Regions from separate parts of the Rattus norvegicus genome. Here region 1 is linked to region 2. Evidence: chromatin contacts called from public Hi-C data. All regions are on one chromosome and are shown on one strand. Each heading gives the region's core, a stretch centred on a gene start, on an enhancer-like site or on the middle of the called end of the contact. The rest is flanking DNA. Distances are from core to core; before and after follow the strand shown. Region 1 holds the start of Wnt5a (Wnt family member 5A). Region 2 overlaps Erc2 (ELKS/RAB6-interacting/CAST family member 2).

Region 1 (4,197 bases), core at 902-3,401, 200 kb after region 2:
TGTGTGTTTGTAGTGTGTGTAGTGGTGTGTGTGTGTGTGTGTGTGTGTATCTTCTAACTTTGAACGTTGGAAGATGGGAAAGATGGAGAAAAGAATTGCACTATTCAACGAGATACTTTGAGCACGTTCCCCATGGCATGCTGGAGGATGGGGTGGTGCACATCCGGCAACTATGTCCAATCCAAGTCTTAACAATTTCAGCTATCTAGAAGTATCGAGAAGTTCCAGACTCTGGATCCCCCGGTTCACCTAAACTCCACAGTCTTCTCACCTGAGAGCCGCCATCTAGATCCATACCAGCAGACCTCTACTCTTGCCTGGCCGCGTTGGAGTGAGGAGCAATCCTGTCTAGCAAACCTCTAGGACGTCAGGGACTTTGCAAGATGCGCTAGCCGAGCCCACCCTACCCTCCAAGCCCAGGCTTCAAGCACTCTCCCCAGAAGGAGATGTCGCGACGAGGATCCACGTCAGTGAGGTCGTTTTTGTAGAGGCTCCAGTAAATGCAGTTTGGGATAGTTGAGCCAAGGGGGTCTGGTTCGGAAACTTGGGGTTCAGCCTCACAAACGGGGGGTCGACTGCTTTGGAAGAAGCTGAACCAGTTAGGAGGCGGGCAGGCAACAACAGCAGAATGGACCTCGTTCAACAGATGCCTGGGGGATGGGGAGCCTTGAGGAGGGGGCCCAAGGGGGAGCGTACCCCGCCTCCCGGCACCCCGGCCCCGTAGTACAGCTTTAAAACTCTGCGAAGTTTGTCATAGGACAGCCTCACCACGCATGCGCATAGGCAAAGTTGACTTTTCTCCCCCCCCACCCCCCTTTGCCTCTCCAGCCGCGTTTGGTTCTGCAACTTTAAAAATATTTTTTTTTCGCTGAGAACACCAAGGGAAAGAGGAGTCTGGAGAGAGGGAGGGCGAAAGTGAGGGAGCTGGTCAGAAGGACCGGGGGGTGGGGGGGGCACGCGGTCCCCACGCTGGGGCAGTTAGTCTGTGGGGCACCGCAGCGCGTGGAAAGTTGCTGCAGGCTCCGAGGAACGCCTCCGCCGTCCGGAGTCCGGATTGTGCGGCTGTTGCTTCGCTAGCTCCTTCCGCGGCCTCCTCTGGGCCCCACGACCGCCCCTCGGACCCCGGCCGCGACCGAGGAGGTGGGCAGCCTCGGCCGCCATGGAACTCTGGAGTTGAGTCGCCACCGCGGAGCTCCGCGCCCTCCGTCTTCTCCCTCTGTTCGCCCTGGAAAGGCAGGGGGTGGAAAGAAGAAGGTTAACCCGAAGGAAGAAAGAAAGAAAGGAAGAAGGGGACCAGAAGGGGGAAGCCAACGTTCCCCCACGGGCTAGCTGTCCATCAACGGCTCAAGCCACCAAGTGGCAGAAAGTTCAGGGCTGCCTTGAACCCATTTTCTTTGCGCCTGGTATTTGCCAGACTCTAAAATGAAACGACAAAATTTGGCGCTGACTCTTGCAGCTTTGATGGCGACTTGGGCGATTTCAGCGGCATCTCCCAGAGAAAAAACCATGCGTGCCTGATTGTTCTGTAGCCCCATAGCTGCTGCTGCTGCTGCTGCTGCTGCTGCTGCTGCTGCTGCTGCTGCTGCTGCGTGTGTCTGTGTGTGCGAGCGTGTCTCTGTGTCTGCGTGTGTGTGTGTCTGTGCGCGCGTGTCTCTCTCTGCGTGTGTGTGTGTGTGTGTGTGTGTGTGTGTGTGTTTGGATGTGTGTCTGTGTGTACACAGACGTCCACTAGCTAAGTCAGCTGCAGGAGCAGCCCCTGGATGCAGACGTTTCGGTCACAGACCCGGAGAGGAGGAGCTGACAATCAGGAGGCGTGAGCCGCCAGAAGTCTGCAGAATTCGTGGTGTGAATGAACTGGGGGCATCTTGGGCATAGGGATTGCCCCCCCTTCCCCGCCTCGGGCCACCGTTGAGTAGTTGGGCATTTTTTTTCACCTTCTTGTGAAGAATTTTTTTTATTATTTGTTGTAAAGTCTTTTGCACAATCACGCCCACATTTGGGGTTGGAAAGCCCTAATTACCGCCGTCGCTGATGGACGTTAGAGAGGGAGCGCCTCGCCGCGGAACAGTCGCCTGCGCGCCCTCGTCGGACCCGCGGCTCCTACACTGTGTCCCCGCTCGGCCCTGCGCTTGCTGCTCGCCCGCGCGCGCCGGCGCCCTCTCGGTTCTTGGGCACATTTCCACGCTATACCAGCCCCGCAGCCCGAGCCCGGGTGCCAGTGCTCGCTTCCGCTCCGGGTCGCTGCGCCCACCCGACGCGCCCAGGAGGACTCCGCAGTCCTGCTTTGAATCGTCCCCCCAGGCTTAACCCCGACGCTTCGCTTGGATTCCTCGGCCCCCTTCGCTGGGGTGGCGACTTCCTCTCCGCGCCCCCTCCCCCTCGCCATGAAGGTAAGTGTTCTGTGCGCACGGACGCTCCCTACTTTTTTTTTTCTTTTCAAAGTTAACTGAACTCTTTCAATCTATCCTTATCCCCTCGGTTTCTCCAACTGCCTAGAGAAAGCTACACTCCGGTGTCGCTGGCAGGGACTCCGATCTTTTTGTCCCTTACCCTGGGGACACTGACTCTGCGTCCTTGGAGACTTTTCGCACAGGCTATTCTTCAAACCTGTTCAACTATGGAGAAGAGTGAAGGCAGGAAAGATAGTTCAGGTCACCGACGGCATTTCTTTTTACCCTCGAGAACCCGGAGTGTAGTTTTACTATGTGTATTTCGGCAACAGGATAATGATTCGATTCATCAAGTATATATCAAACGCCCATTTCCCCGGCACGCGGAGATTGTGTGGATGGAGAGCTGAGGCCGGACGAGGACTGGGTTAGGAGAAACGGCGAGACTAGGGAAACTAGGGGCCACCTACCCTGGAGCAATGCACTCCCCACCCCCAACCTCCGATCAGGGCCCAGTCCCCAGCTCTCCAGGTCGAGTAACCCGAGCGTTCCAGGCCCTTGTGCCTTTAAGAGTGCCTGGCGGGGGGCCAGAGCGCACCCCGCGCGGGGAGCGGGGTCGCGTTATTAGCTTTATTAGCGGCCTCTGGGTGAGCTCAGGCCCTTTACTGCAGCATTGGGGGCGGGGAGTAGTGGTCCTAGTGGCTTTAATCCTACCCCCTGAGCGGAGTCAGCCTAGTGCTTTAGAGACTCAAGGGCCTCTGCGTTGCGAGAGCGGGCGGGGGTTAGTTTGTGAATTCGTGTTTGTTTTAATTGTCAGTTGCATGTTAAAGCCGAGTCACACACTCTGAGGGTCACCCAGAGTTCACTTTTACAAAAAAGTTAACGTTTCATCTTGGAATATAACTAGCAATTTTCCAAGCAACTTTTCTTCGGGTTGCCCTCCACGTCTCGATAACAATTTCCACTTATACTTCGTATCTCTCGTTTCCAGCTTTCTAGTAGGGAGTAAGACGAAAATCGGAACGAAGCTGTTTCCTAAAAGCAAACAACCTTCTTTCTTCAAAGGGTTTAAACCCTAGTGCTTCTAAGGCCCTGTTTTACCCTCCATGCCCTGTCTGAGTCACAGCTCTGTGGTCGTACTTTAAATGGACAATTCGCTCTGGGGAAATAACTTGGGCCCGACAATGAGGACGCACCTCCTCAGCCTCCGCTGTCTTGACGATATTAGCACACCTAGCCAGATTTGGTTTCAAGACATTTTCCATCAGACGAGGCTTTTTTTTTTCCCTGGGGGCGGTGGGGGTGTGTGGAGGAGACAATGTCGTAAGTACTCAGCGACTGGGGAATGGCGGAAAGTAGGGTATAGGTGGACGCGTTGGGACCCTTGCTCTGCTTTGGGGGCTTGGGGAGCTGGAGATCAGTCTTTGCCAAGCCGGCTTTAGTCTTCTTGGCGGTTCGATCCGAGATCCTGGGAAGGAGGCCCAGCCTAAGACTCAGGTCTTCCCTTTCAGAGCGCTCCTGTGCACAAGGGGCAAGCTACGTGCCGGCAAAACTGAGCTTTAACACGGCCCTTCTAACCGGCCGCGCGGTGCCGGCTGCCCCCTGTTGGCCATCTGGAAGTAAGGCCCCTCTGAGTTTCAGTCCTACTTGCACCCCTGGCGACAACTCTGCTCCACTCTCCCACCAAGACCTTTCTCTGCCAGGGGGACAATCTGTGTTGCCCTGAGCTTCGAATAGAAAAGGGCCTTTGGTATAACCCACCAGAGGCCTTGGGCAATTTGGACGAAGGATTTCGACCCTTTCTAAG
Region 2 (4,091 bases), core at 989-3,488:
CTAGCTAACTTCTGCTCTTTTCAGCGGGCCTTGGGCATTGTTTCTGTTGTTGTTATGTTGGCTTGGTTCAACCAGTTCTGTACCCTGTTTCTTGCCCCCTGGCTCTCAGTATTAAACTGTGACTCCGAGACTCCCCTACGATGGACACCACACCATTGGAGCAGTCAGCTTGGTTTCCACTGACGTTGCACTAATTCTTTCAAAGAACAATGGCAGTTAAAATATGTGTAGACACCCTTTTCCTGAGAAGCCACTGTAGCAGCAAACTTGTCTCCATCAGTACTCCTGCATTTGGCAGTTTTGGTATGCACTTTCCTGCCTTGTCCTGTGAGGGCATTGTTTGTTATTCTGTGTCTCCACATATCCCTCTCCCAGCACTCCTTCCAGGGCCTCCTGGGGGCCTTCTCTAGAGTGTAGGATGTGACTATAGGCATCTTGTAAGTCCATCCTGGATCTCTTTGACTATACCTTACGATGTGTTTGTCTCCCTCTTAAAAAGTGCATTGACGTGTACAGGTGTTACCTAGCTAGCTCCAAGGGAATGATTTAAACTTCCTTTACCAAAGCTAATGGCACAACTCCTTTACTGCATTTCAATGTGCCTAAAAATGAGAACTTCTGGATTGATGTAAATGGAGCAGTCCTTGTAGGTGCTGTCATTGTGCCCTGTGCTTATTGGGCTTGTCGTCTAGCTCCTGATGGCGTCTTCCCTGCTTTTCCTTCTGCACAGACCCAGAATAGAATGAAGCTGATGGCAGACAACTATGACGACGACCACCACCATTACCACCACCACCACCATCACCACCACCACCGGTCTCCTGGGAGGTCACAGCATTCCAACCACAGGCCCTCTCCGGACCAGGTCAGTTTCATTGCTGCTTACCTCTAGAACCCCTCTTACGCTTTGGATATTTTAAGATAAAATAAATAATCCTCGAGAAATAATAAACAGCATAAAGTGATACGCTCTTTGAACTGAAACTAATAGCTTTGGTATTTATTTCCATCACTCGGGGAATCTAAATGTTTTCCTTTCTCCTTCCTCTTTAAGGTTTTGTCTTTTCTTGTTTATACTATGCATTTTCTTTCCTCCCCTCCTTTCTTCTTTCCTAGATATGCAGCTTGCTGCTGGCTCATATCTAAGGACTAGTTACTTTGGAAAGTACCTTTCCAAGATTTAAAAGAAAGCCCGCGATTCCCAAAAGCTTGGCAGCCAGAGAAACCATGAGTTTTCTGAGCTCTCTCCTGCAGAAGCTCTCAGTAGTGTGGGTTAGTGGTGAGGTACAACACCAAAAGGAGGCTCTGTTTTGCTGCCCTTTTTGTCAGCGACGTCAAGGAGTCCAGTTTATTTGCTTTGGAGCCTATCTCCTCCTTGACCAAGTAAAGCAAATGAAAAGACAAAATGACAAAACTGGAAAGGAAAAAGAGAAAAAAGCCTGCAGTTTTCAACTGGGTCCACACTCATCTACTATGCAAAAAGTATACTGTCTAGTAATAAAACTCCTGAAGGTGATTCATATGCAAATTACCAACCTGGGTGCAAATTAACCAGAACAATATAATCAATGTGAGTAGGTTTCTTTTCTTCTTTTACTGTTCCTTTGTAATGGTGGATCATAACATGGTTTGTGCAATAAATTCCATGTGGTGGGTGGGATTAGGTAGGGGCACAGAATCCCCTGTGGAAGCCAGAGTACCTCAGACACAGGCAAGAAGCACTGTGGTACTAACTGCATGTAGAGAGCACATCAAAGTTTGCTTGTTATCAGAGGCCTCTCTTCTTCATGCCATGGGCATCCCAAAGAAGCTAGTTAAGGTCTAGTCCTTAAAATGTTTTGTCAGAAATAAAACTCCAGGGGGAGCCAGTTATATAGAACACAAACCATGGAAATAGTGACCTTTGTACCCTGAAGAACTTACCCTCAGAGACCCCAGGACTGCAGAAGGTTGCCTTACATGGATTTGAGGATTTCCAAAGCCATGTGCAAAAAGGCTCCAGTGCATAACCTTTGAAACAGCCTAGAGTCTGGTGACCTTGAAAGACTAATTGTATGTCCTTGGTTTTGTTCGGTTTTATGTATCAGTTTTTGCCCCTGCCACCTCATGCCCACTCCTGCTCATCCCAGCATATCTGAGATCACTGCCCTTGTTTGCTGCCCCTTGGCACACCGCCTGTTGTTCCTTGGCATTCTCCCATGACTAGTCAGTGTGAGGCTTCATTGGCGTGAGGCCCAAAGACCTCTCTTTGGCTGTCCTCCTGAACCAAGAATGCCAGAAGGCCACCCTGGACTTTCCTCTCCCCAAGACATAGTAACAGAAATCATGGAAGGATACCAGGAAGAACTGGAGTAAGTCAGCCACAGACATGTTGACATAACAGAGACATGTGTCCTAATATGCCCTGCTGGAAATGGTGACCAGATCAAATCTGTCTGCTTTGCGAATAGTACTTCTCACAAAATCTCAACTCCTGACACTTCTCCATGGACTGGCAATAGAGTGTCTTGCCTGTTCAATTGCTCCCTCCTGTGTCTATATCATTAAAGGTTTCCACAGAGCAGCCATGGTCCTGCAACATTGGGGCTCCAAAAGTTGTCTGCCTGACACATGCCCTAGGGCCCTTGGACATGTCTGCAGTTAGTGAATGCTTTGAACAACACTTGGGCACAGGATTAGAACCTACATCCTTCTTCAGGAAAAAAAAATCCCATGCTCCAGAAGGAAGGCTACCTGGCTAGACTTTGGTTACCAGTAGTTTGCTCTGTCAGCCAATCCCTGGAGCAAATGTCACATGCCAGATCTATGTAGAGCCTAGAGAAGACTATGCAGGCAAGATAAAACCCTGTCCTCACAGTGCTTGCTCTTCAGATCCAGCACAACAATCTAGGTCCCTTAGTGTCTACTCACTGTTTTTTCTTGTTCATGTCGATCAGAACAAGATAGGTGAAAGGCTGATGTTAATTAGGGCCATGCTTTCTGCGCTTACAGTTTATGGTAGAAGCAAAATGGCCTTACCCAGAAGGGGAATTTTACAATTTCCAGTGAGCAAAGGAGAGTTAAGCACGGACCTCTGCTGTGCTGCTTGGTGGGCACCGGAAATGGACTTACTAGAACTCCTGTGTGAAATTCCCTGTTAGACCATGGCCTCCAGATTTAGAAAACGGCGTCCTCCCCTGCACTGGTATCAATGACCTAATATCAATGGGGGCATCGTTAAGGAGCTCAGTCACAGAATGTAGCACTTATGAAAACCCACAAAGTCTCTCCCATCTGATCACCCCCACCCCCATGCAGGACTCGATAGCGTGGTGTACAGTGATGCCCCAGAGGCTAGAGCTACTCCTTAAGAGAAACTGAGAGCCATGTGTTGGAATGTGCCATCCTGACAGTCTAGGCAAGGAGCTAATTTGTGTGAGATTCCGTTTGATGTCCACTGTGCTCAGTCAGCTGAGCTGACCTAAAGGGAGAAGATGTCTTCCTGTGAGTCTTCCAGCCTTGGCCTTCCCTCAGGGTCAACCAGCTGTGTCTTCAGGACAAGCAGCCACAAACCCTTGCCCTTGCTTCCTGAAGTGGAGGACAAGATCTGAACACATGAAAGCGAGGAACTATGAAAAATCAGTCACTTTGTTACGTTTCCAGAGAAACTCACTTTTCTCCCCCTCAGGAAACACACGTATTGCCAGGCACTAGCAGAATTATATTTCTTTTCCATTTCTCTCCTGTCCCTTTGCCCTTCACTGTGAGTTTTTGATTTCTCTTTGAACGAAACTGAATCTAAGCATTTTAAGTCTAAACTCACGTTTCCCCAAGTAACGGCTAGAACATTAGTCCCACGAGGGACGTCTTGGACCACGGTAGGCCAAGAATTTCGGGAAAGTAGTGCACATTTTAACTCTGTCTCCTGGCCTCACAGTCCTGTTAGCAGATCAAGGGATCTAAAGTGGCATATAAGAGAGAAAGCTCTATAATCTTATTTAATCCAGTGTTTCCCAGACTTATTTGATCATGGCTTTAATTTTTTTTTCCTGCAACATCTGTGCTTTGAGAAATAGTATTCTTGGGCTATCAGGTGAAAAAAAGAGACTACC

Evidence for each region. Hi-C and Micro-C count contacts between places; a contact is called where the count stands out from the background.
Region 1: a Hi-C map of kidney shows a contact between it and region 2, with 3 times the contacts expected there. The contact joins the promoter of Wnt5a here to the enhancer-like site in region 2. A contact is called at or near these places in 2 of 12 Hi-C or Micro-C datasets (kidney and mammary epithelial cells).

The regions. Positions count from the first base shown.
Region 1 is chr16:3,701,514-3,705,710 of GRCr8, forward strand. It overlaps Wnt5a (Wnt family member 5A), which reads left to right and starts at 2,152. Exons shown (of 5, transcript NM_022631.3): 1 at 2,152-2,390. The coding sequence starts at 2,385.
Region 2 is chr16:3,503,468-3,507,558 of GRCr8, forward strand. Erc2 (ELKS/RAB6-interacting/CAST family member 2) reads left to right here. Exons shown (of 18, transcript NM_001401498.1): 16 at 731-865. Among named protein-coding and RNA genes, the nearest start is that of Wnt5a, 200 kb to the right of the region's middle. Within about 2 kb of position 2,239, at least 3 of the 93 cell types and tissues checked have an H3K27ac peak or open chromatin away from gene starts, as enhancers often do. A contact at or near this core is called in kidney, where this site is marked.